Linked DNA regions of Mus musculus: all the other regions are linked to region 4. The links are chromatin contacts, called in public promoter capture Hi-C maps. All regions are on one chromosome and are shown on one strand. The core of a region is the stretch at or near the end of the contact, and the rest is flanking DNA. Distances in the headings are between cores, read along the strand shown.

What was found. Promoter capture Hi-C pulls out the DNA fragments that hold promoters and counts their contacts.
Region 1: a contact with region 4 is called in a promoter capture Hi-C map of pre-B cells, with 6 times the contacts expected there. A contact is called at or near these places in 6 of 39 promoter capture datasets (the 3T3-L1 cell line, cranial neural crest, hippocampal neurons and 3 more), 4 of 484 Hi-C or Micro-C datasets (B cells, CD4 T cells, muscle stem cells and 1 more), 4 of 130 datasets of targeted methods (astrocytes, bone marrow-derived dendritic cells, large pre-B cells and 1 more) and 2 of 9 other capture datasets (adipose tissue and liver).
Region 2: a contact with region 4 is called in a promoter capture Hi-C map of liver, with 4 times the contacts expected there. A contact is called at or near these places in 1 of 39 promoter capture datasets (liver) and 2 of 130 datasets of targeted methods (large pre-B cells and microglia).
Region 3: a contact with region 4 is called in a promoter capture Hi-C map of liver, with 3 times the contacts expected there. A contact is called at or near these places in 7 of 39 promoter capture datasets (the 3T3-L1 cell line, hippocampal neurons, liver and 3 more) and 1 of 130 datasets of targeted methods (microglia).

Annotation. Positions count from the first base shown.
Region 1 is chr19:18,629,613-18,636,442 of GRCm38.p6, forward strand. It overlaps Ostf1 (osteoclast stimulating factor 1), which reads right to left and starts at 2,201. Exons shown (of 10, transcript NM_017375.3): 1 at 2,008-2,201. The coding sequence starts at 2,041. Nmrk1 (nicotinamide riboside kinase 1) reads left to right here and starts at 2,404. Exons shown (of 9, transcript NM_145497.2): 1 at 2,404-2,469; 2 at 6,467-6,530. The coding sequence starts at 6,502.
Region 2 is chr19:18,605,757-18,612,004 of GRCm38.p6, forward strand. All of the region lies in intron 1 of Ostf1 (osteoclast stimulating factor 1), which reads right to left. Among named protein-coding and RNA genes, the nearest start is that of Ostf1, 23 kb to the right of the region's middle.
Region 3 is chr19:18,565,793-18,571,831 of GRCm38.p6, forward strand. No RefSeq gene overlaps it. Among named protein-coding and RNA genes, the nearest start is that of Ostf1, 63 kb to the right of the region's middle.
Region 4 is chr19:16,775,606-16,782,465 of GRCm38.p6, forward strand. Vps13a (vacuolar protein sorting 13A) reads right to left here and starts at 5,328. Exons shown (of 72, transcript NM_173028.4): 1 at 5,065-5,328. The coding sequence starts at 5,164.

The sequences.
Region 1 (6,830 bases), core at 951-3,450, 1.9 Mb after region 4:
CAAAGCAGCAAGTGACAAATTAAAACTTAGATATAGTCTCAGGAATGCCCAGCTTCTTTGGAGACCTTCATCCCCGTGACTTGCCAAGGGAAGAAAGCACAGTACACCTGCTGTACCCTAACCAGGGGTGTTCAGCATGGCTGTGCATAAAGCAGTCTGGCTGGGGGCCAGAAACCTGGTTCTTTGAGATTCCTATCCAGTTGTAAAATATTCAGGGCTCCTCACACAGGAGCAAAGCACAAATCCTGGAGTCAAACATCTGAGTTGCACTCCTCTATGACCCATACATCACCACCCCATTGCTGAGAGGAGATGAGTTAACTTGTTGTGCCTACTCCCCCTGGACACTGGGAATAAAAAAACAGTTACTGACCTGGTAGGTTACTGAGAAGTGAATGAATTCAAACACGTATGTGTGACTAGACAAGCGCCTAGCACACAGTACATGTGGGACAGTATGAAAATAAAACTTTCTGTTTTCAAGTAAGCAAGCACAAAGCTTAAGTCCTACTGACACTAATATTTCTCATTATCCATTACTAGGTAAATAAACCGACTTTCATGGCAACTCTATGTTTGGGCCTCACTTATAAATCCAAAGTGAAGTCAAAGTTCTCTCTAAATAGTAAAAATGTTTAGCCATGTGTTTTCTGGTTTGCTGGAGAGGAAAAGGCAGAGATGTAAACAACAAAACTGGTTCCCAGAGCAAACCTCGACTTAGTAACAGGCTGGGTCCTAAACCACACCCAAGGGTGCATGAACACACAAGTTCACAATCACGTACACAGGGGCAGGCTCCTGCCAACACTCACAGACTCAACACTGACTTCACTTTTACTGTGTCTGGGGGAATGAAAAACTTCACGAACCGATTCTCGGCACATTCTTCAAAATCAAGAGCTTTGTTCAGCCATCAAAGAACTCAGCTTAGTTGGACCCTCGAGGTACTTACTGACTTACAGCAGAGTTTACAAAACTGCCACCTCATACATCCGCATCTAAATTGCAAATTGCAAACTTCTCAGATTTCACGTCGAGGGCAGCCTCAACCAGCACCCGCCCAGCCTCTGCTCAGGCCAAAGCCAGTCTGAGCCACTTCCTTCATATTCCGGCCCTACAGAATTTACGTCGACAGCGAATGCCTGTTTCACAAATATGTGTGCATTATTTTCAAAGTCAGGGGCTTGATGCTGCCACAAAAGAAGGAAACTGGATAATTATTGAAGTTGAAGTGACTGTCACTTTAGTAAAACAAACAAACAAGCAAAGCAAAACCAATAAAACAACCTCAAGGGCAAAAAAAAAAAAAAAAAAAAATCACTGAAGCAGCAGCATAAGCAGCTATAAAAGTTGATGTAAATGGCTTTCAGCCTTTGTAATACCAAAGCTGCAGGAGATTAGGAAAAGGGGTCTGGGAATTCATCAAACATTCATCTCCCATTTTTTTACGATCCCTGTCAATTCCCTATCCAAATGAAAATTCCCACGAGTTTATTTAGTCTCGTTTCTCCATATCACAGAAAACACTCTAAGAACAACGTTTTTAAAAGTGAACCAGGAAGGGCGGTCAAGAAAACTGCTTTGAGGAACTTCGTACTCTCTCCAGTTTAGTTCGCGAGAGTCACCCTAAGCAAAAACACTAGGATGCATGACAGAGCGACACTGCCTAAAGCTAGGAGCCGAGAGGGTTGCAGCCCGGCTGTCCCGCTGGCAGCGCCCGAGCAGCTCTCCAAAGCTCCCGGGAGACCTCGGGTCCCTGGCCCGCTCCAGCCCGGGCGCAAACCCCACCCAGCCGCAGCGCACTTCCCGTTCGCCTGCCGGTCAAGAACTCCAACTTGACAGCGACAGGGCGAAATATGAGGAAGTGGCCGCGACCGAGGTGCTGCCACCACACCGCTAGAACGTCCTGGCGAGCCGTGTGGACAGAGTCCGAGGACGCTCCTCGGGAACTCGAGCACCGGGTCCCGCAGCCTGGAGACCCGCACGCGCAGCGCACACCACTCTTACCTGGTTTGACCGGTTTGGGAGGTGGCTTGGACATGGCGCTACACGGAGCGACCAGGCTCAGCCGCGGGAGCCCCACACGCACACGAGAACTGGGCGCCAAGCCTGCGCTGGCCGCGGCCGCTCCGGATCCGCGCGCAACCCGATGCGGGACACTCGGACCAGCGAGCTCCGCAGACAGCCCGGCCTTCCCACCAGGAAGTGGCCGCGCCTCGCCGGCTGCTGATTGGCTGCGGCGGGGAGCCCGGCCGAACCTCAGAGGTCCAGCCTGCTCCGGCACGCCGGAGCCCCGCCTTTCTCTTGGGGGAGGAGCTTTACAGTAGCCACGCCCTCAGGCCCTGCGTAGGGGAGGCTATGAAAGCGCAGTGGACTTCGCTGCCTAGGTGAGCACCGGGCAGTGGTAGGCATGAAACGCTCTTGAAGCTTGCTCTGCGACCCTGCTGGGAAGGATTCGAACCCGCTTCGGTGAGTACCCACTGCCTGCTGCGTACACACGGCGAGGCCTGGGAATCTTCAAGAGTCTCCTTCGCTGTATGTACCAGGAACCTGATCGTGTCTAGGGAAACCGCGGTGGGACTTAGATGCTCCTAAAAAGCAACTAGACACTGCTAGCTGTAGGAGACCCCACATTTGCTAGCTGGAGAATCGGGTCTTGATCCCCCACGGGACAGGACAGCTTTTTCTACAGCATCTGGTTAACAAACTCCAACCCACTTGCTGCCTGGCTTTTATAAAGACTTCTAACAGTGCTTTTGGCGTTTTTTAAATAGCTGAGACAAAAGCATAGTATTTTGTGGCACACGAAAGTTAGGGGAAACTTAGATTTCCGTGACCATAAAATTTTATTAGAACACAGCATGCTCGTTTGCTTATGCATTGGCTTTCTTATTACAATTTCAGAGTTGAATAGTTACCCGCGAAGTCAAAACTATACTACTGGCTGGTACTTTATACAAGTTGCCCAACACGAGAGTTTATGTTCACACATAAGTAAACTCACAATGTCACAGTCAATATTATATGCCTATTGTATATTAGGGGTAATAAAAATGAAAATACTGGTTATGTAAGAAACTACAGGGTCAGCACAATGGTCCAGCTGCCCCTGCTGCCAAACCTGATGAGCAGAGTTCAGCCTCTAGCACCCACACTTTGGAAAGAGAACTCCCAGGAGACCTATGACCTGAGCATGTGTTCTGTGGTGAACCATGGCATGCACCTGCCCACACACATGCACCGCAACCTAGATACAAATGTAAGAAAGCAACTTTTTAAAAAAGAACCTCCACAAAATGGACCTTCAACATGTCTATTGAAGGTTAATTTACGGGGAAAAAAGTGACTGAAACTTCAAGGGGCAAAGGTTAGCAGGAGCTTGGTCATGGCTATGCCCCCAGGCCTTGCTTACCAGGAACTCTACCTGTGGGGGATTTCTGCTTACCAAAAGGGTTCAAAGTTGAAATTAGTCCTATTCATGGGAGCGTATCCAGATAACTGTAGCCTGAACCTCACGGAAGTCCTGAAACCTGGGCCTTGAAGTCATCTGAAGAGCATGTGTGTTTGCTCTTGTGTTTCTCAGATTTGATTGATGGTGGAGTTCTTGCCGCCTGCTGACTCTTCCCATCCTCCTGGGAATCATTCTGTGCTTTAGAAGTCTCTGTTCAGAGTGGAATAGATTGAATATAAACATAAGCCAACTATGAAGAAGATTTAACATTTCACTGGGATTAAATCAAAGATAGTTTTAAACAATTCTGCGTATGAGCCAGTCTTGGCGAGGCTTGCCTATGATCCCAGTACTTTTAGGAAGGTAGCTTTGCCACAGAGGCAGCCGTGGCTGTGTGGCAAGTTCCTGACCAGCCTGGACTCTGCATAGTGAGATTCTGTCTCAACAGATAAATAATATAACAAATAAGAATGATAAGTAAGTGTGAAAAAGATAAATGGCTCATTTAAGGTTTGCTCCTCTCCCATCTTGTTCTTCTCCCTCTCTGTGGAAAGGATACTAGCGGCCAAGAAGACACTGCATAAATATCCCACAGGATTCAAGCTGACAGGATACCCTGACTTCAAGACTCTGAAAGGTCCAAAAGGTGGTCTCTCCAGAGACATTAAGATGTACAGTTTGTCTTGGCTCTGAGTTGTGTGTGCTTCACAACATCTCTGCTGCAAGCCAGGTGTACAGACACACACCTGCAATCCCACCACTCTGTGGCAGAGAGTAGAGACCAGAGGTGCAGTATATGATTGTTCTTTAAGACTTTAAGGCTAGGCTGACCCGCATGAAAGGCCTCTAAAACAATGAAACAAAAACCCTCTAGCACATATATGAAGCATGACAACTTGCTCAACATTTGGTTTTGAAACCATGTTTAAGGAGGCTCTAATATATAATAAAATAGAATGATACAGATGTTTATAGTGCCATGTCTGAACCTGGAATGAATGTCTTGTGAATCCAACACAGTTTTTGGATGGACAACTCTGGGAATTAGTAGGCCGCTCACTGCTCCACTGGGCACTCAGCCTGGCACAAGCCGTGTTTCTGCATGGCCCAGTTCTCCACCCTTCTCACATCACCTGCTGGTTCTTGGTGAGATAGGTCCAGAATTCACCCGAACAGCTTGGAAGAATTGGTTTTCTCCTTCCATGTCAGTTCTGGGGATTGAACTCAGGGCAGCAAGGAACTCTAATAGTAGTAGTAGTAGAACTCTAATAGTAGTAGTAGTAGCAAGGAACTCTAATAGTAGTAGTAGTAGAACTCTAGTAGTAGTAGTAGTAGTAGTAGTAGTAGTAGTAGTAGTAGCAGTAGCAGCAGCAGCAGCAGCAGCAGCAGCAGCAGCAGCAGCAGCAGCATCAGCATCTCGGGTCATCAGGCTGATGGGGAGAGGGGAATGCTGCTTTGATTTGAAAGAAAAAACACAGCCTTCCGCTTCCTTGTATTTGGCTATGGGAGTTTCTGCCCCTTACTTAAGGGATGTTATGATAAGGTTCTTCCATCCCATTCCTCCCCTCTGAATTGCTAGAGTTCCCACACAGAGAAACCCTTCAAGTCTAGTGTCACAACCACATTACTTCATCCTGTGTAATTGAAGCAGTATCCTGAAGTGTATGCATAGATATGTCAAGTAGGAAGGGGACCAGTATTTTCCATTAACTGTACACAGCAAATGCATGGCTCTTCAATAATGCATCAATAGGAATGACACAGATTATCCATCAGAGCCTGATAAGCTAGCATACAATTACCATCCTTTCTGTGGTCTTGATAATGAAGTGCTTCATAGCCTGTCCTTATGATAGGATGATGTTCACTTAATTGATCTAATATACCAGGGTAAGCTTTTGTGTGTGGGGGTGAGGGGGATGGAGAGAAGAAGAGAATGAGAAAGTGACTTTTGTTTGCCTCTTCCACTGGCAGCTGTACCTTCTATTACTTAGAAAGTAGGAAGGGCATATATTAGTCAGACTTCTCTAAAGGAACAGAACTTACAGGGAAAAAAATATATATGTATTTGCGTATTTGTGCATGTGTATGTGTGTAGTGTGTGAGAGAGAGAGAGAGAGAGACGGAGATGGAGAGATTTATTAGAGTGACTTCAAGAATTCAGTACTCGCTCAGCCCATGAGGTTGGATGTCTCGTCTGGTCTTCAGTGTATGCCAGAATCCCACAGTAGCAAATTCTAATGCCAGTGATGGAAAGAACTTGCTAGCAAGAGTGAGAGCAAGCAGGCAAAGACAGCAGGTGTCCTTTGTCCATGGTCATTATATAGGCTGTCAACATAAGGTGTTTCTTCCTACTTCAGGAGATCCAGATTAAAAGTGGGTCTTCTGTGATGGTTTGTATGTGCTTGGGCATGAGAATGGCACTATTAGGAGGTGTGGCCTGGTTAGAGTAGGTATGTCACTGTGGGTGTGGGCTTTAATAACCTATTGCTAGCTGCCTAGAAGGGAGCCTTCCACTAGCAGCATTCAGATGAAGATGTAGAACTCAGCTCCTCTTGCACCATGCCTTCCTGGATGGTGCCATGCTTCTGCCTTGATGATAATGGACTGAACCTCTGAATCTGTAAGCCAGCCCCAATTAAATGTTGTCCTTTATAAGAGTTGCCTTGGTCATGGTATCTCTTAACAGCAGTAAAACCCTAATAAGAGAGTCTTCCCACTTCTTCAAATGATTAAAAAGTCCCTCACAGGTGTACCCAGTTCCTTTAGTTTTAGTTCATTCTTGATGTAGTCAAGGTGATAACTAAGAATACCTTTCACAAGGTGACCCAAGAAAATGGTTCACACAGGCATAACATTAGTTAACAGATCCTAAGAAAGCATCAGCTATTGCCAGCAGTGTGGGTAATGTAGGCTTGAAACCACCGATCCCCTCCCTGTGAGCTGTTACTTCTTCTCAGGACTAACTGTAGACCACTAAAGACACTGACTTTATTTTATCTCTATATATTTTAGGATATATTAGGAAGGTGTGATTTCCAAAGCCAGTTATGAAGAGATTTGTCATTGGAATTGGTGGGTGAGTAATTCCTCTATAAACAGCTGGATGAGATGCTCCAGATGGCCAGATGGTTTTTCAAGTGGACATGGGAGAGAAAGCTGTGGGGAGCCCCAAGTCCTAGGCAGAGTGCTGCCAGTGAGGAGGGCCAGGATTTCCCAGGGAAGGAAGAGGTAGGGTCAGCAGTATTTCCATTTATTTTCAGGAGCTGACACTGGAGCTGAGGCCTGATTGGTCGTTCCTTTGGCAGGGGGTGATTATCATTTCTTATGTGGGTGTTCTGGCATGGTGTAAGGAAAACAAATCGCTCCCTTCTGTTTT
Region 2 (6,248 bases), core at 2,160-4,659, 1.8 Mb after region 4:
CACAGAGACCTGCACATACGAGGCTCTGAGCAAGCCCTGCTGCAGGACGAAGAATTGGTGGGGAGAGGAAAACTCAAAAGCCTGTGCTCCGAACAGCCTGCAATCACTGGTGTAAGAACACCACTATCCAGTGAAACTCCACACAACCACCAAAAAGCTGTTCGTGCTAGTCCCACGTAGACACAGTGTGACCAAGGGACTGATTATTTGATTATTGACTATTTGCGAGCTTCACACAATGTTCCCCATCACACTCACTTTCTAATCTTCCCACCTGTGTCTGCCCCCACAAATCTTTGACCTCCCCCACCCAAAAAAGTCCAACTTGTGTCGCAAATATACTCAGTGGAGCATGGTCCAACTCCCAGTGGGCAGCTCCTTAAAGAAAACTGAGTCTTTCTCCAACTCCACCCCTACCAGAAGCCATCTATTGTGGAGAGCTACACTTCAGCACCCTTAACACAATTTTTAAGAGTTCCCTTCAATGGCTGCTACTTCTTCTAGGGGGTAAGTGGGTAATGGTTGTCACAGAACCCTTCTATGTCCCTCTTTCTCAACTGTGAGAATGTAGTCATTGATACCACTGCAAAAGAACCTTCCTTGCCCTTTGCACAGCAAGAGCACAGCTCATGGACTTCCACATGGTTTCTGGTTATAGCATAGAACACAATATCCAACTGGTCTCCAGTGTCAGCATGTGCCACAGACCTCAGCATGGTCTCTGGTGGCAATACCAACTGCAGACACCATCATAACCCCAGGACCACAGGCCACAGACATCCACATGGCTTCTGGAGCAACAGAAGCCACAGACACCAGTATGATCCCCAGTGACAGCTTGGCCAGCCCATGGATACCAACATGGCTTCAGGCGGCAGCATAGACCACAGACATCCACCCGGCCGTCAGTGGTAACATGGACCACAGACATCAATGTGGCCTCTAGTGGGAGATCAGACCACAGACATTCACAGCTTCCAGCCATGGATAGACCATGAACCTCAACAAGGCCTCTGGCAGCAGCACAGACACCATCACAGTCTTCGGTGGCAGCACAGGCCAAGGACATCAACATGGTCCCTGGTGGTAACATGACCCACAGTGAACTACCTACCACACATGGCTGGTAACTGGTATATTCAAGAATGTAAGACTAGAGAAAATGGGAATGAGTCTAACGTCCATTAGGAGAGAACTATGTTAAGTCAACCCTGATTCATCAGCATGTTGGAACCATTAAAAAGGAATGCTAACCGTTAGGGAGTCAGTCTACATGCCCATCAAGTGGCAAAATGAGGAGGAAAATATCGGGGCTAGATTCATGGCTCAGTCAGCAGAGTTCCTGCCATGAAAACTTGAGAATCTAGGTTCATTCCTAGCACTCATGTAAAACAGCTGGGTGTGGTGGCTTGTTTCTCCAGTCTCAGGACAGTACCAGAGAGGAAGAGACACACAAATCCCTGGAGCTAACTGGCCAGACAGTGTAGCCAAAGCAGGGAGCTCCAAGTTTGGTGAGAGACCCTGTCTCAATAAATAAAGTGGAGCGCAACTGAGGAACACACCCAGCATTGACCTCTGGCCTTCACATACACACATGAAAACACACCTGCACGCCCAGGTTCACACACATACCTTGAACAACTGCACCATTTATGGGGCCCTTCACATTCTAATTTACACTGCTGTTTCCATTCACTGCACTGAATGTTTATAGAACATTTATAACGTGTGAAAACTGCGGCCATACCGTATCATTCCGAGCAGGGGAGGAAATCAGTCTCTTTCCTGTAAATGTCCTACCGTGGAAAAGCATCTCAGAGTCTCCCGGGACTTGATGAGTGTAACAGAAAACCTCTCTCAAGTACACTAGCTCACACCTGCAAGGCTAGATAGCATTCCGAGGCTAAGACAGGGCTGCCCGGAGTGTGAGACCACCCTGGGCTACACACACAGTAACATCCAGGCCAGCCTGTACCAGAGTGAAGCCCTGTCTCAAAAAGTAAGCAGGGCTGGGAAGATAGCTCAGTGGGTAAGGTTCCTGCAAACAAATAGATGTAATTTTTTTTTTTCTTGTTGTTGTTAGTTTGCTTGTTTGGGGACTATCCATACCTCCCACCCCTGATTTATGGAGAAAGGAAACACCACCTTTAACCCTACCGTGTAGATCCAGAGGGCTCTACACAGCAAGCTCTATACCGTGAGAGTTGGTGCAGAAACAAGGAGGGCAGGGGAAGGAGGCGGGGCTGCCTGAGAAAGGCTCCAGGCTGAGGTGATCGTTCTCAGATGGTTCAGATTGTCATCTCAGTTACCTCAAACTTTCCAGAGAGAAGTCACAAAGGAAGCAGTCCTCTCGTGACCAACATCCAGGCTAGAGCTTTCCAGTTCCCTTCAGAGATAGTCTAAGGAGGGACGACTGGTGGATACTCTTGTAAACAAGATACAAACCACCAATTTGCATAGTTCCAGTTCTTTCCATTTTGATGCTAAATACTGAAGGAGATTAGCCAGACACACAAAGCAGCATTCCAGCGGTAAAATACCAAGACAGTTCATCACAGACCCCTACTTACTACTGCTTAATACTGGGCGTTGCCTTTTATCTATCCTTTTCACTCCATGTTCTAAAGGCTCAGGGCTGGAATTCTCAAAATCGAAGTAACTAGAAATGAAAGAGTTTAACAGAAACATCCAAAGGCCAAGGAATCACAAAACCAGGAGATTTCTCACAATTGCAGGCTAATGGGCCTAAATATTCTGTTGTTAGAACAATTAATACTAATATGCAATCCGCTGGTCCTCTTGGCACACAGAGTTATCTCTGGACTGTGTTCTGTAGACTTCGGGCTTACAGCAGTGTCTAGGGGATGAAACCGAAGCTCTGTTTCTTGCTGACGTCCTGACAGACATCTAACAACAGATCAAGAACACACGGTGATCAAGTTTACTGATCCAATTTTACTTAAGGAAGGCAGACTCACAGATGTCAAAGAGCTATGCTCTTGGACATGCAACAAAGCTTTCTAAGGCTCTCTGCTCATTCTCTCACCAAGTATTGTTACATACAACAGAGAGAGCAGGAAGCTAAGAGACTGTGGAAATGGTCTGAAATTGGGATCCATAAGAATGAAGGGCTCCCCCCCCCAAAAAAAAGGCCCAACATAACCTTTGTCTTAAATGTAGGTTGAGTCTGAAATGATCTAGCATTCAGATGGCTCTGCAGGAAGATTCTGAATTAAGCAGTTCTAACCACCATCACCACCACCACCGCGGCCATAGCCACTGTTTCTGAGGTCTTATTTCCAGCCTTGCCCTTCCCTTTTCTCACTAACCCCCTTATCCCCTAGAGAGGAGGAGACTATCATCAACAGCAGTGTTGTCTTTTCCTCTGGAGGAAGGCTGGCCCTAGACTTCAAAGCGTGAAGGTCAAGGTCGTGGAAGGGTGAAAGGAGGGGAGCTGGTCTTTCCCGGGCAGGGAAGGGAAGCATGGGCTTTTCCAGTATTTGTCTTTGCTCCTCTGGAGCCCTGAAACAACATTTAGATAACTCAGGACTTGTAAAAGTGAGCAAAACATGTCAAATCGATCTTGTTTGTTGTTAGTGAAGAGCTGGCAGAGCTTCACATACCTGAATTCAACTGGCATATACCCACCCATACACAAAAACAATGAAGACAGAATTACCCTATAAAATCAATGCCTCAACTAGGCACTGGAAGCTAACAAATAAAATGCCATGTGCCAAGTGTTCTTTACTTCTTTTGGACTTGCTGACTAGTGAGTGTCTTAGTTAGGGTTTCTATTGATGGGATAAAACACTATGACCATGATAAGCAACTTGGCGTCACAAGTTAATTTCTTTTATACTTTCACATCATAGTCCTTCATGAAAGGCAATCAGGGTGGGAACTCAAGCAGGGCAGGAACTTGGCAGAGGCTGATGTGGTGGCTATAGAAGAATGCTCCTTAGTGGCTTGCTCTCCACCTCTTGCTCTCTGCCTTTCTTATAGCTCCCAGTACCACCAGCCCAGGGGAGGCAGCACCCATAGTGAGCTAACTGGAGCTTTCCACATCCACCATCAGTCATGAAAATGTACCACAGGCTTGCCCACAGGCCACTCTGGTGGGTGAAATTTTTCCATTGATGGCCCATCTTTCCATATGACTCTGGTTTGTGTCAAGTTGACATAAAATTGGCCAGAATAGCCAGTGAGGCCCCCTGAGACTCTCGAATATTATATCTACTGGCTATCCCCAGTGCTCTAGTTTATCATCCAGAACTTGGTAGTGAGGCCTTATTACTAACACACCACATGCTTAAGTCATAGAACATTGCAAAATCAAGCTGGTGTTGACCTGGAAGGTCCATCCATCCTACATGCTAGCTTTCACAGTGCTGGAAGGCTCTATCCGAGCTACTAGGGAGGAAAAGTAGTCCAAACGTGCCCAACTATGAATCCTGCAAGCTACAACAATTGACTGGTCTAGAAAGACGTGGTCAGAAAATGGGATACTATTATCAATAGAAGGAAGTTAACAAGTCATGAAAAGGTGGAGAAGACTTCAGTGCACGTTGCTTAGTAAACGTAATCAGTCTGCGAAGGCTACATCTCCTGATCCTTGCCACCGCATCTCTCTATGTGGCCCATGCAGATGACAGATGGCTACATCATGGAGCTGACCAGCAAGAACTTAATCAAGTAGTAATTCTCAATTGCAGCTGCTATTCCAGATGTAATCCCCTTACCTAAATACATTAATACATTTCCTGATGCTTGTTATGCGGGTATTTATCTAGCAAATACTTTTTTTGTTTTTTACATATCTGTCCATTAAGGACCACAAGAAGTAATTTGCTTTCAATTGGCAAGGCCAGCAATACACCTATACTGTTGATATACTCAAACCTTGGGTTTACTTGTTGGTAACATGTATGTGTATCAGAGGATAGGAAATAAATACAACCAAAGTTGAGGGTGTTCTACCTCAGTAAAACTACTAGTCTAGTAGTATGGGATATGCAGAGATCGTCTTTCTAAGGTTAAGGATAAGTGGTTGTACCCAACCCTCCTGCTACCAAGAAAGAAGCACAATGCTTAGAGGGCCTATTTGAATTTTAGAGGCAGAACATTCCTCACTTGGATTTGTTTCTCTGTCCCATATACCAAGTCACTCAGAAAGACACTATCTTTAAGTGGGACCTGGAATAGGAGAAAGCTCTTCAATAGGTCCTGGCTGCAGTACCACTTGGACCATATGATTGAGCAGAGCTGACAGTACTTGAGGTGCCAGTGGCAGATAGGGACCTGATGTCTGTAGCCTTAAGCAGACCACTGTGGAAAAATCATAGCAGATACTCAGGGGCTTTTGAAACAAGGATCTATCATTGTCTGCTGACTTCTCTCCCTTTGAAAGACAGCTCTTAACCTGCTACTGAACAGTCAGGAGAAACTTGACGGGATGGGGAGATCTCACACACACACACACACACACACACACACACACACACACCACAGGACACCAAGCTGAATATTATCTGACCCACTAATTCATAATGTAGTGGTGCACAGCAGGAATCCATTTTCAAATGGAAGTAATATATACTTGGCTTGGTTTATTGATGCTTCTGTGATATATGAAGGTGCCACCCAGAAGTGGACAGTTTCAGAGTTAAAATCCCCTTTCTGTGACAACCATGGAAGACATTGTGGTCAAGGAAAACCTTCACAGTGGGCAGAATTTTGGGCCTTACATTTTGCTTGTAAGGATAAATGACCAGACATTTGACTGTTTACTGATTCCTGAACTGTAGCCAATGGTTTGGCTGGATGGTCAGAGACTTGCAAAGAGCATGACAGAAAAATTGGTGAGAAAGGCATTTAAAGAAGATCTATGTGGACAAAGCGCTCCAAATGGACAAAGGGTATGAAGGCACTTCTGCCTCATGTAAGTGCTCATCAAAAGATGACTTCAGCATTGGAGCTAATAGTCATGGTTAGGACAACCCATTCTGTGGACATTCAGCCTCTTTCCCCAGCCATCTCTTCCCTGGTCATTTCCCAGTGGGTCCATGAACAAAGCGCCTATGGTGGCAGACATGGAGGCTCTACAGAGGCTTGATAACATGGACTTCGACTTGCCAAGGCTGACCTGGCTGCAGCTGCTCTGAGTGTTGGATCTACTCACATGGGAGGCCAACAATGGGCCTCCGATAAGACACGGCACCAGTCCTGGGGATGACCATCCAGTGACA
Region 3 (6,039 bases), core at 1,654-4,153, 1.8 Mb after region 4:
GGTGAGTACCTCTTACAGAGTGATCCTAGCTGATGTACCTCATGTCACACATGCTACCCTAAACATTTCCAGCCTTCCCTTCTCTCAGTCTTCCCTTCCCTGACTCCTATATAATTCATCCATTCTGTCTCCATGCTCTCTTGGTCTCTTGGTCCTCTTGGTTCTCAGGTGGTCTCTTTGCTCCCTCTGTCTTCACTTTCTGTCTCACTACACACACACACACACACACACACATACACACTGTCATAGTTAGGATTTTACTGTTGTGAAGAGACACCAAGACAAAGGCAACTCTTCTAAGCACAACATTTAGTCCGGGCTGGCTTACAGGTTCAGAGTTCCAGTCCATTATTATCAAGGAGGCAGCACAGCAGTGTCCAAGCCAATGTGAGGCTGGAGGAGCTGAGAGTTCTACATCTTCATCCAAAGGCAAACGGGAGAAGACTAGCCTCTAGGCAGCTAGGAAGAGGGTTTTAAAGCCCACATGCACAGTGACAAACTTCCAACAAGGCCACACCTCCAAATAGTGCCACTCCCTGGGCCAAGCATATTCAAACCACTATGTTCCACTCTGACTTGTTTAAACAAGTCTATGGGGGCCATGGCATACTACAAAATACATTTACTCTCTTAATCACTGCTAATTTCTTAGCTCCAGCTCACCAGCATGAATTGTCCTAGTAGACCCTTCTATTCTTGACTCTAAAGCCAGAGCCACATGGCCAAAGTTGCAGCGTTCTACTGCTTGCTGGGACTGAAACATGGTACCCTTGCTTTCTGTTTTCCAACTCCTTCACTAACTAACCTTGGCTATCCTGGAACTTTCTCTGTTGACCTTGAACTCACAGAGCTGCATGGCTCTGTCTACTGAATGCTGAGGTCAAAGGTTTGTACCACTAGGCCTGGACTTAAGCTTTTTCTCTACTTCGAATTTGCTCTTCACAGGCTGGCTTTGAACTCAAGAGGTCTGCTTGCCTCTCTCTCCTGGGATTAAAGGTGTGTACCACCATGCTTGGACCTAAGGTTAGCTGGTTGGGCTCTTGCCCCAAAGTCAGCCCTCTCTTAATTTGTTTATCTCCTTGAACATAGGATTCAGCTTCATTTCACTTCCTGGTGCCCCTTTATTACCATACATTTTATATTTTCCTTTCTCAGTGTGCTCCTTTTCATTAAAACACTCTTCATAAAAGTGAACCTTAATAACCACACAACAGAATTTGTACCAGGCTGTTTTGGGACTTCCTTTATCAGTGCAATTAATCTAAATCATTTCTCCTTAGCCTCAGGCAGACTATTCTAACAATGACAAAAATCAGCCATGTTCTTCAGCAAAATATCACAGAAACAGTCTCTAGGCCACATACCTAGGCAGTATCCAGGCAGATGTGGGACTGGAAAAGCTGAGAGTTCTATGTTTTCATTCAAAGGCAGCCAGGACTGGCTTCCAGGCTGCTAGGAAGATTCACCTGTTGTGTTGCTCCCACCCTCTATCTGGCAAAGGCTTAACCAATGTTTAGTCTACACTCACCTGAATAGCCATAATTACAGAGAACCTCAAGGGCTAAAATAGAGTCATCTGATACTTGCTAACTCAAGTCAGTATACTCATCTGAAAAAGTCTCAGTTATCCACAAACCTTGGTAAGGGCAGAACCGTGCCTTCCCTGTAACCCAGTCATATTTTAAAATCCCAACTATCAATACATATTTGGAAACAGAACCTTGAAAAAAATGATTAATTTAAGTAGAAGCCATTGTGGTGAGGCCAAGTACAGTTTACTGCTTTCCTCAAAAGAAAGAGAAAGGTGGTTAAGGGGCCGTGGGTAAGAGAAAGAGGGAAGTGGGTAAGAACCCGTGTCCCATCAGAGTTCTGGTGCTCTCGGCGGTGGACGCAGGGGTGGCACTCCACCCAGGGAGGAAGACAGGAGAGGGCAGGGGGAGAGGGGGGGCGCTGGATGGTTCCCACTCAGGCGAGAGTCCTTAGTCCAGTCCATGGCTGCAGCGTAGGAAGGCCTTCTGGCGGGCACTTATACGCAGCTCGTTAGGAGAAAGCCTATCCCATTGTTCAAGCATGGTGGGCCTTCATGATCAGAGCTAGTCTATGGTTTTAGAGCTTTTTTGTAGAAAGGCAGGGGAAAAGAGAGAAGGTAGAAAGAGAGAGAGAGACCGGGCATGGCCACATGGAGAGAGGGGAGAAGGGAAAGAGAAAGAGAGCTAGAGAATAAGAAAGGTGAAAGCTTAAAGAGAGAGAGAGGTGGGGCCAAGCAGTCTCTCTTATAGTAGGCTGGGCTATCTTCCTGTTGTTAGGTAACTGTGGGGAGGAGTCTAGCCAGAATGCCACAAGCTTGGGACATTGTCTACGTGACAGATAACCACGCGCCTCTCCTGTGGGGGCTGTGGGGACAGTAACTTTGACAGGAGCCAGGGGTCCAGGAGACTTGATTGAATGCCTTCTGTCCCATGTAGGTGGAAATTACCACCCACCAATCCCACCGGGGGTTCAAGACCTATGCTCAACTGGAGACCAGGCTCTCTGTGCATAGCCCATTGCCCCACAGGTGGTCATGCAGAAGAATAACTGGAGTACACATTCACAGAGAAGAGACATGTGCTAGCATACTGGGACCGCAGCCACTGCCAGTCTGAAGAGCAAACAATGTGGCCTCATTTTCACAGCCTCTGAGCTATGAAAAATCATGCCCCAGAAAACTAGGCAAACCTTCAGTGTAATGTCTCATTGTTATGCCTTGCTTTTTCCCACCATTAAATTCCACCCACCAAATAGAAGGCAGCTGTGACCAAAAAACGGGGCTGGTGTATTGGCTTCCTGGAGCATGGGACTCACACTCATGAGAACGATGACATGTCTCAACTAAGGTCACTAGGGGAGGGTGCTAAGGGGCATGGAGGTTTGCCAAAGTGTGGATTTCGGGCAAAAGGAAAGGGGCAAGGTCTATGTAGAGACATCAGAATTGTATGAGAAGGAGGAAAGCCGGACAGTCGAGAATCGTATCTCTAAGTGGTAAGAGTCCTTTGCAATTACTAGAAAGCATTTGAGCATTTGTCTTGAACTAAAGGTAAATAAGCTGGTGCTAAAAGCTTATGCTGCAAATGCAGATCCTTTGGGCTTAGGCAGTCTTGACAGCCAGGATGGCTTCTGGGGGCAGTTGTGCAACTTGTGGCTTCTGTTTCATTTCTTACCTCTTAAAACGTCTCTGTGCGTTACTCAAGTGATCTGAGTGGCTATCAGAGACCAGTAACCATTCCATTAATACAGGGAAAGGGGGGACAGCTTACACGCTGGGTATCTCCAAAATGTCTCAGTGGTTTATAAAACTCTGTGATCTGAAGATTAAAAACAGGCAATCTGACTTCTGAAAGACTCATGACCTTTGGCAAGTTTGTATTTTTGTGTAAACTGAAACTCAAATAGTACAATTGATTTGCAGCTTAGCTCAAAAGTTTGATGTGAGCTACAATCAAAGCTTGACTCAGTTCCCATCACCCTGGCTAGCTAGTCATTTGGGCAAATTAACACCTTTGGGTCAAGTTCATTACCATCAAAATGACATAATAGCACATCACTCCTAGGGTTATTGTGAGAATTAAGTAGCATGGGAAATGTAGTTATGTGACACACATAACAGATATCAAATAACCATAAGAGTTGGTGGCTTAAATATGGCAATTTTATTTCACTCACGGTTTTGCAGATCAAGATTACAGTAAAAGATTGCCTGAGTATTCACACCACTTCAAGTATCAGCTAAGGTGATTTCTCAAGGGTTGAAGGATCTGAATCCAAGATGGCTCCCTTCTGGACTTAGGACATGCTTGTCCTAGCTGTCAGAGGGAGATGACCAACAGCTTTCAGCTACAGGCTGGTGTCCTCCCCAGGGGGCTACTCTGGTTCCCTGCCTACTAGGTTCCAAGAGACCTGAGCAGAAGCTGGCTGACTTCATATAACATAGCCCTAGTTCCCAGAGGCCCACATCATTGCTGTCTACCAGTGAAGCATGTCCCGAAAGTCATCAGAGACTCAAGAGAGTAAGAATTAATCTCTACTTTTCCCAAGTGAAATGGTAATTTGGGCCTGTCTAAAATCCAGCCCCACTTCTGAAGTGTTTACTACACTAGCCACCATTCTCTGAACTATTGCGACCACTGGCTCTTACCAGAAAGAAGACAGAAGAACACCAGGCAGTTTTGTGTCTTAAATTGGCATCAGAGAATCAAAGAAAATAAGAGGTAGAGATTGGAAAGGACCATAGTTTAACTGTTCTCTAGACACAACAGAACAACTGTACTCATGAACTCAGGTCAGCTCTAGTTGCTTGCCCAAGATCAACTAAGTCACTATTCTAGCATAGCAGAAAGAGTTCACAGGTCTCTACTCCTCACCTGACAATCTACCCACAGTCCTTGGCTTCTGGAGAAAAGTTGGTTTTCTTTCAGGGTGTGGCCCCTACTAGGTCACCCATATTAAAATGGATTGTCCCACACCCAGGAGTTTATATGTGCAGCACAAATTGGATTATAGTTGTTTTGACAAGAGGACACAAAGTTGGGGAGAGGTGGAAGAAGGTGGTTATGGGAGGAATTGGGAGGAAGAGCAAAACTAAAATTAATAAATAAAAAAAATGGTAGCCTGAAAGAAACAGTGTTGTTGCTGTGATATATCATACCCTGTGATTTTCGGGGCTTTAGAAATGGTTTGTAGAAGAATGTGGGACAATTTTGAGTTGCGGGCTAGAGACTCACTAGTGATATTAAGAAGAGCTTAATGGGTGGCTTTAGTGGGCAATTGAAAGATTAGAATACTAACAGGAAGGGATGCAGATATTAATCCTGTGCTCAGAAAGTTTCACAGCAAGGACTGTATCAAGAATTGAAATGATGGCTGGAAAGTAGTGGCACATGCCTTTAATCCCAGCACTCAGGAGGCAGAGGCAAGTGGATCTTGAGTTCAAGGTCAGCCTGGTCTTCAGAGCAAGTTCTAGGACAGCCAAGGCGACACTGAGAAATCTCGTTTCAAAGAGACAAACAAACAAAACAAAACAAAACAAAAAAACAAAAACAAAATAAATTCTGACAAAAAAAAAAAAAAAACTGACTGCACTGTTAACATTTCCTCTAGGCTCAGCCCAACAGTTACCTAGCAACAACTAGATACCAACCTGGCTCACATATAAAAGCTTGCTCTCTCTCTCTCTTTCCCAACAGCTTTCTCTCTTCTCTTTATTTCTATCCTTCTCTGCATCTTTCTTTCTCTGCCTCTACTCCCTTCCCCAGACCCCCTTGCCACGTGCCAAATAAACTCATTTTTATACTAGACCTATCATATGGTTGATACATGGGGCAGGGGGAGGACATGGGGGGGGGGGGGTTAGTGAGGGTGCTCCAGCATGAGCCTGCCAAGGCAGCCCCTCCTGCTGCATCACACTGTTGCTTGCTTAAAACAAATTACATCCAGCCTGGGCTCAAAAAATTGGAGTGATGCTAAATTGCAAACTAATGGGTAACTTACTTGGTAGACAAAATTTCAAGGCAGCTTAGCTTAGCTTTGGCTACCGCGCATTCTGCTTACCCAGATTTACAGTGAGGAAGAGCAGACGACAGGACAGAAGGGAGTTCTGCCTAGATTTATGTCAAGTTGACACAAGCTACGGTCATGCGAGAGGAAGACACTTGGATTAAGAAACTGTCTCCATGGGCTGGTGAGATGGCTCAGCGGTTAAGAGCGCTGACTGTTCTTCCAAAGGTCGTGAGTTCAAATCTCAGCAACCACATGGTGGCTCATAACCATCCGTAGTGAAATCTGATGCCCTCTTCTGGTGTGTCTGAAGACAGCTACAGTGTACTTACATATAATAAATAAATAAATAAATAAATAAATAAATAGAAAGAAAGAAAATGTCTCCGAAGACAGCTACAGTGTACTTACATATAATAAATAAATAAATAAATAAACAAACAAACAAACAAATAGAAAATGTCTCCATAAGATCTGGCTGTAGGAAAGCCTGTGGGGAATTTTCTT
Region 4 (6,860 bases), core at 4,078-6,577:
GAGCACTATTCAAAAGGTTATTTGGATTATAAATGCATATGCCACAAACGTCACACTCATCATTTTATAGAATACTACTGGACCTAAGGACAGGTCTCATTACAGTTACAGCAGGTAAGTCTAGTACCTCACTCTCACCAACAGATAATTCAAGCAAAAAAAAAAATCTTACAAGAAATATTGTACTTGGGGCTGGTGGATGGACTCACGAGATATTCCCACTGGCGCAATAGTGGGAATTATAGGATGGCCAACCACTCTCTGATAGGATCTAAGGCCTGTTCTATGAGGTGGAGCTCATGTCTGGCACTGTTATAGCCACCTACACCCTCTGTTACCTTAGTCATAGGTCTAGAAGAAGAAAACCCAATTCCACGCTGCTAAATGGACATACTACTAAAGCAACAACATTAGGAGTAATGTGCTATTGCTCTGCTCATGGATGAGAACATCTTTCCAACAGAGAAGCATCTCCTGGTAGTGTATGGCAACTGACACCTATGCCCTCAACTGGTCAACAGGCAGAGAATACACGTGCGGAATGGTCAGTCCTAAAGGGGACACATTTACCAAAATCCTTCTCCCAAGGCTCAGAGATCTGGAAGAAGGGAGGATGCAAAGATTATGAAAGCCCAGAGGTGGTGGACATCAAAGAAACAGTGTTTTCCAAACACAACAATCTAATTTCCATTATCAAAATTTTCAACTTTCAATGAACTTTTTAAAGCCCAGGTTTAACTAGAGTTGTTCCTTTTGGAATTCAAAGGAGACTTTTTTTTTTTTAAAAAACTTTGTTTCATTTATCAAAATATAACCAAATTCTTTCACATGTCACCACATGATCCAGAAACTACACTTATACATATTTATTAATGGAAATTATTTTATTTATTTATTATCTTTTGGTTTTTCAAGACAGGATTTCACTGTGTAGCCTTGGCTGTCTGAGAATTTCATCTGTATACCAAGATGACCTTGAACTCAGGGATCTTCATCGGCCTTTCCAGTGCTGGAATTAAAGGCATGTTCTACCACACCCACCTTAGCAGTGGGAATTTTAAACATGCCTTTAAAAAATATTCACATGAATGTTCATAGTGGTATCTATAATATCATAAAAGTTGGAAACAACATAAATGCCCAACCGATGACTCAATAAATATTCACACCATTAAATACTATTTAATCTACCCTTCAATAGTAAAGACATCTAAGATATCTTAAATTAAGGAAGCCAGTAACAAAAGAATATTACATGGCTACACTTAAATTAAATGTCAAGAGTCAGCAAATCTATAGTCAGAGGACAAATGGCTTCCAAAGGTGGGTTACTCATGAATAAAGAATATGTAATGTATGCTAATGAGCTGAGAAGTTTTTTGGGGGGCTGTGGGAAGTAGTTAAATGTTCTAGAATTAGTGGTAAGTGCTGTACAACTGTTACATTACAAAATAAAACACTAAATTGGAGAGTTACAAAGAGAGAATTTTATGATGCATAAGTTAAATCCCAATAGAAAAAAGAAGAGTAAGCAATCCAATTTAAAATAAGCCAAAGATCTGGCCATTTCACTGACAAAAATAAACAGCAAAAATCATGAAAATGTACCCAACACCTAGTAGCAAAGAAGCTGCAAATTAAAGGCTTAATTAATCACAGTGCTTAATACTACATACCTACTGGAACATCATTTTAAAATACTATTTTAGGGGTAGGAAGATGGTTTAGCAAGTAAAGTGTTTGCTATACAAACTTGAGAACTGGAGTTTACATCTTCAAAATTTACATAAATGCTAGGTGGGCATGGAGGCCCTCCTGTAATTCCAGCCTCCAAAGGGTTCCTCAGAGCAAGCTTAGAAAAATAAATAAATAAATAAATAAATAAATAAATAAATAAATAAAAGCATTTCATTTGGCTTAAAGTTTCTGAGTGTTGAAAGTCCATGATGGCAGAGTAAAGGAACAGCTGAGAGCTCATGTCCTGATCCACAACCACCAGGCAGAGGCACTGAGAGTTCAAACCTCAAAGCCAGCCCCTAGTGACACACACACCTCCTCCAGCCCCCAGTGACACACACACCTCCTCCAGCCCCCAGTGACACACACACCTCCTCCAGCCCCCAGTGACACACACACCTCCTCCAGCCCCCAGTGACACACACACACCTCCTCCAGCCCCCAGTGACACACACACCTCCTCCAGCCCCCAGTGACACACACACCTCCTCCAACCCCCAGTGACACACACACACCTCCTCCAGCCCCCAGTGACACACACACACCTCCTCCAGCAAGGACGTGTGTCCTAATCATTCCCAAACAGTTCCACAAACTGGGGATCACCAAGTATTCACACATGCAGGCAACCATATAGACCTGCACACCCACCGCACACACATACAAGGAAACAACATTTTAGAAGTGAGGCTAGCAATGCTCAAGAGGATAGTGCACAGCTACATCTTGATACAAAACTGGTGATGGTGCAACATAACAGAGCCATTTCAGACATCAGTGTCAAGGTGTATTAGTTAAGTTTGAGGGGTGGATTCATGGGGGAGGGGGGACCATAATAAAATGCTCGAGACTGGTTCTTATAGACAAAGTAATACATTTGGCTCAGTTTTGCAGGCTGAAAATTCAAACAGCATAGCAGCAGCTATGGTGAAGATCACACACACACACACACACACACACACACACACACGAGAGAGAGACAGAGAGAGACAGAGACAGAGAGATACACACACAGAGACAGAGAGAAAGCTCACAAAAAGAAACTGAAAGCTAAGGTGAGAGGCCACTGTGCCTTGTTAGGCCTACATCTAAAAGATCCAGCACCTCTTATCAGTGCCAGACTAGGGGCTAAGCTTCCAACATAGAACTTTTAGGAGACACAATCAGACTTTAACCAAATCCTATCATTTCACTTCTCATAAAGTTACATATTTACTTACCACTCACAATCCCACTGCTAGGCATTTACTCCAAAGAAATAATTTATGTTCACACTAACACCTGATGCACCTTGCCCTTTAACTGCCAAAAAGGAAATACTGCAAAGATGGCAAACCTGTGTCTATAACAAGCCCTAACGTCCTGCATACATCACCTTGTCCTGCCATTCCCGTGCTTCTGAGCAGGACAAGGTGATGTATGCAGGACGTGAATGACGCATGGACGACTTCTCTGCATTCTGTTAAGAAGCCTGACTCAAGCCGCTACACAGAAGCTGAGTGTGATGGCACAGGCCTTTAACCCCAGCACTCAGGAACCAAAGCAAGAAGATTCTAAGTTCCAGGCCAGCCTGGGCTACATAGTGAAACTGGATCTCAAAAAGAAAAAAGCTACAAAGCCAAAGGATTCAGTTTATAACACTCTTAAAAATAAAAGCAAACCAGCAGACTGTGAACAGATAAGTAACTGCCACTCGAGGAAGAATCAATTACAAAGAAAAGAAGTGGGAATTTCCTAGGCTTATAATCTTTTTGTATCATTATTGAGATAGTTGAAACATTCTTAAGGTTTATTAAAACAAAACTATTCACAAGACTCAACTTTATTCTAGGTAAACTTTAAATACATAAATTTGGTGAATTATAGTTTACACAGCCTGCACCTTAAATGTACAAAACATTTCACTACAAATCAAACCACTGTTCAAGTAACGTTTTCTTGTTCATTTTATTGTTTTCATCTGTATGTATGAGTGTTTTGCCTGTGTGTATGTCTGTGCACTACACGCTTGTGTGCAGTGGCCCCTAGAGCCAGAAGAGAAAGGCAGATGCCCTGGGACAGATGATTGTAAGCTGTCATGTGGACACCAGGCTTGGATCCAAGTCATCTGGAAAGGTAGCCAGCGCTTTTCACCACTGAGCCATCTCTCCAGGTACCAGCTCAGATATTCTTCCAGGCTTTTTTTCTGAGCTACAGAGTTTTGTTATCCTCACTCTGCAACTGAGAAGCAGCGCAGACTAAGCAACTTGCAAGTACCTGATCTCAAAGAGGCTGTGCTAGCTCTTACAGATCAATTGCCCACGTTATCGTGGAAGAAGGTACCTAGCTACATTGAGGGCTTGTTTGTTTAATAAAACTAAATTACTTGTTTTCATTATTTCAAAAATGAGAAGGCTCAAGATAAACGAGAACTTTTAGAAAGTTTTAAGTAAGTACATTATCAGAGAATGCACACACTATTTACACAAATAATTAACCCTAACTTTGGCCTGGAACGTTCATTTCAAAAAAGGCCTCTACTTGCTAATAGCTACTTAAAATAAACAAGAGTCTAATGCAATACAGATGGAAACACTAAAAATAAGACACTGTATTAGGTAAATCATTGCAGTGAAGGGGTAGATGCAGCCCTTCCCATCTAAGCAACAGAGAGGAGTGCTCATCACGTCTTCGTCAGGTCCGAGAAACGGAAAGCCCAAATTACATTTTGACCGTCTGTTTTCCTGCATTTTCTTTTCGTTCTTTAAAAAAACAAAAAACTCAGGTCTTACAAACACCCACATTCCCACCTGGTCAGGCTGCGACCTGAAAACCTAAGTAACTCTGAGATACTCTGAAAGGGGCTTTCCTTTCCTTTTATTCCCCCTGTCATTTGCCTGTCCCAGCTAAGCAACACCCAAGTCCAAGTTCAGTGGCCGGACCGGAACTCGCCTAGAAAGCACGGTGAAGTGGGGCAGGGAAGGGACGAAGGGTGTCTTCGCGGACGGCGCCTGGTCTTCACGTGCAAGTCGGCGTGCGACTCCCCGTGGGCTCGCCGGAGCCTTCCTGACAGCCCGGGGCCAAACTGCCAGGGATGCCTCCCTTGCCCAGCGGAGGCCAAGGGTCACCAGCACCCGGCCCCACCGGGACGCGAGGCTTCAGCCAGCGCCTCCCCCAACCTCACGGCTCGCGCCGCCCGCCCGCCCGCCCGGGAACCGCCGCCCCGCTTTACATAACTTGAAGGGCGAGGCGGGCAGCTGCAGGTGGCGGCGCCGGGCTGGCCAAGGACCGAAGCCACGAGAAACCGCGCCGCCGTCTCCCGCGACCCTGGAGCGGCGACCCCGTTACCTTTCCAAATGCCCAGGGAGAGCTGGGACTCGTCCAGGTTCACCACATAGTCTCCCAGGAACCGGTTCAACACTTCCACGACCACCGACTCGAATACCATTTTTTTTCCTCTCTGCCGCGGAGGGCACCGCGGCACTACCCGGGCTGCTCCTCCCTCGAGACGGCTCGGCTTACCGGCTCCCGGCCCGCTCCAGCTACGGTGCGGGTGCTGCCGGGTCCCCTCAACCCGACCGCGAGCCCCACAGAAGGAAGGTAGCCGCTCGCACCACGCGTGCGCAGCTCGGGCTGCGCGTGGGGGCGTGACCGACGCGGAACTGGAGGCGCGGCCGGGAGCGAGAGTGAAGGACGGCGGCTGCGCAGCCGCGGGCCCGCCCTTGCCCGCGAGCGGACCGCCGGGCCTCTCCCGCCGGCCGCGCCTCCTATCCGTCGCTTAGCAACAGAACACCAGTCGAGCGCTGGAGACCCCGCCCCGGAATGATTCTCCTTTTTACCCGCAGCGAACTTTCTCTAGGAGGCGGGGCGTGATGATAACCGACAGGAACGCCGCTTCCGAAAGAGAAAACTAAGATCGCGGGATCCAAAGAGTGGAGAGTGTACAGCTTGGTGCGAGGTTGCGGGAAGTTTCCTGAGGCAGTTTCCCAGGACGCTTTTCCCCCATTATTACCAGTTGTGAGGTTCGGCCAGCCTTGGTGCTTGGGTACTTCCTGACGTTCTCCCTTCTCCTGGCAAGGATGCGAACTGGCCCTTCAGTTGCCTTCCCTTACTTCCTCAGCTACTAATCTGTGCTGAGGAGGGGCGAGGGAGAGTAAAGTTGGGAGATAAATTCCAAGTTCTTAATGTGCAACTGCTCTTGGCACCTTTTTCCGGTCAAATCATTTATGTGAAAGCCGCCAGTCATGTTAAAGAGTAGCACGTTTGAGTCAGTCCGGAGACAGCAGAGAGCCTGCCAAGAACCAAGAAAGACACCTCTGAGCCTTAGTGGCCAAGCTAAAATAAGTAGTGTCTCCGCTCCACGCTTGGACTTAGAGAAAATTGGTCCCAAAGTCCTGAGGTCACAAGACAGAGGTGCAACTTACAGAACCGACATTAATCCTCTGAGGATTTCAGAGGCAGCAGTACACTTTCAACTTTCTCTTCGCAAGGCACATCCTGATTTGGCACTGAGTGTATTTTGTGCATAGTCATCAAGTATCTCAAATTTATTTCAGAAAAAAAAAAGAGCAAAAATAGTGTAAACTTTTTTAAGCTTTTAAAGAATATATTAGCATATATTTTACAAAATAATGGGTTTCATTATAACATCTTGATAAATGTGTATATTTTGGTCGTTTATTACCCATGACTCTTTCTTGTCCTATTGACTGATTCCTTCTTCCCAAATAGGACCCCTTCTGTTTTCATGGATTTTTCTATCAAGATTCTAAACCTTCATCCATGTTGGTTTTTTTTAATGAGTTTTTATTTAGCACAATTTTAAATTTCATTTGTGTGTGTGTATAAGTGTTTTCTACATCCGTACCTGGTACCCTCAGGAATAGCTCTCTGGTTATTGGCGTTACAGGAGGTTGTGAGCCTCCATGTGGGTGGGTGCTGGCAACGGAGTTCAGGTCCTCTGAAGCAAATGCTATTAGGCAGTGTCGTCTCTTGAGCCTATTCTAAAATTTGATCCCAGAGAAGATATAAAACACTGGACTGCTTCTCCTATGGTCCCCAAGGACAAACGCAGATATGATTCCATCAAAGTTCACGTTGGAGAACCAATGAGTTTGTTGGGCTTCCTTAAAGAGCATATCTGA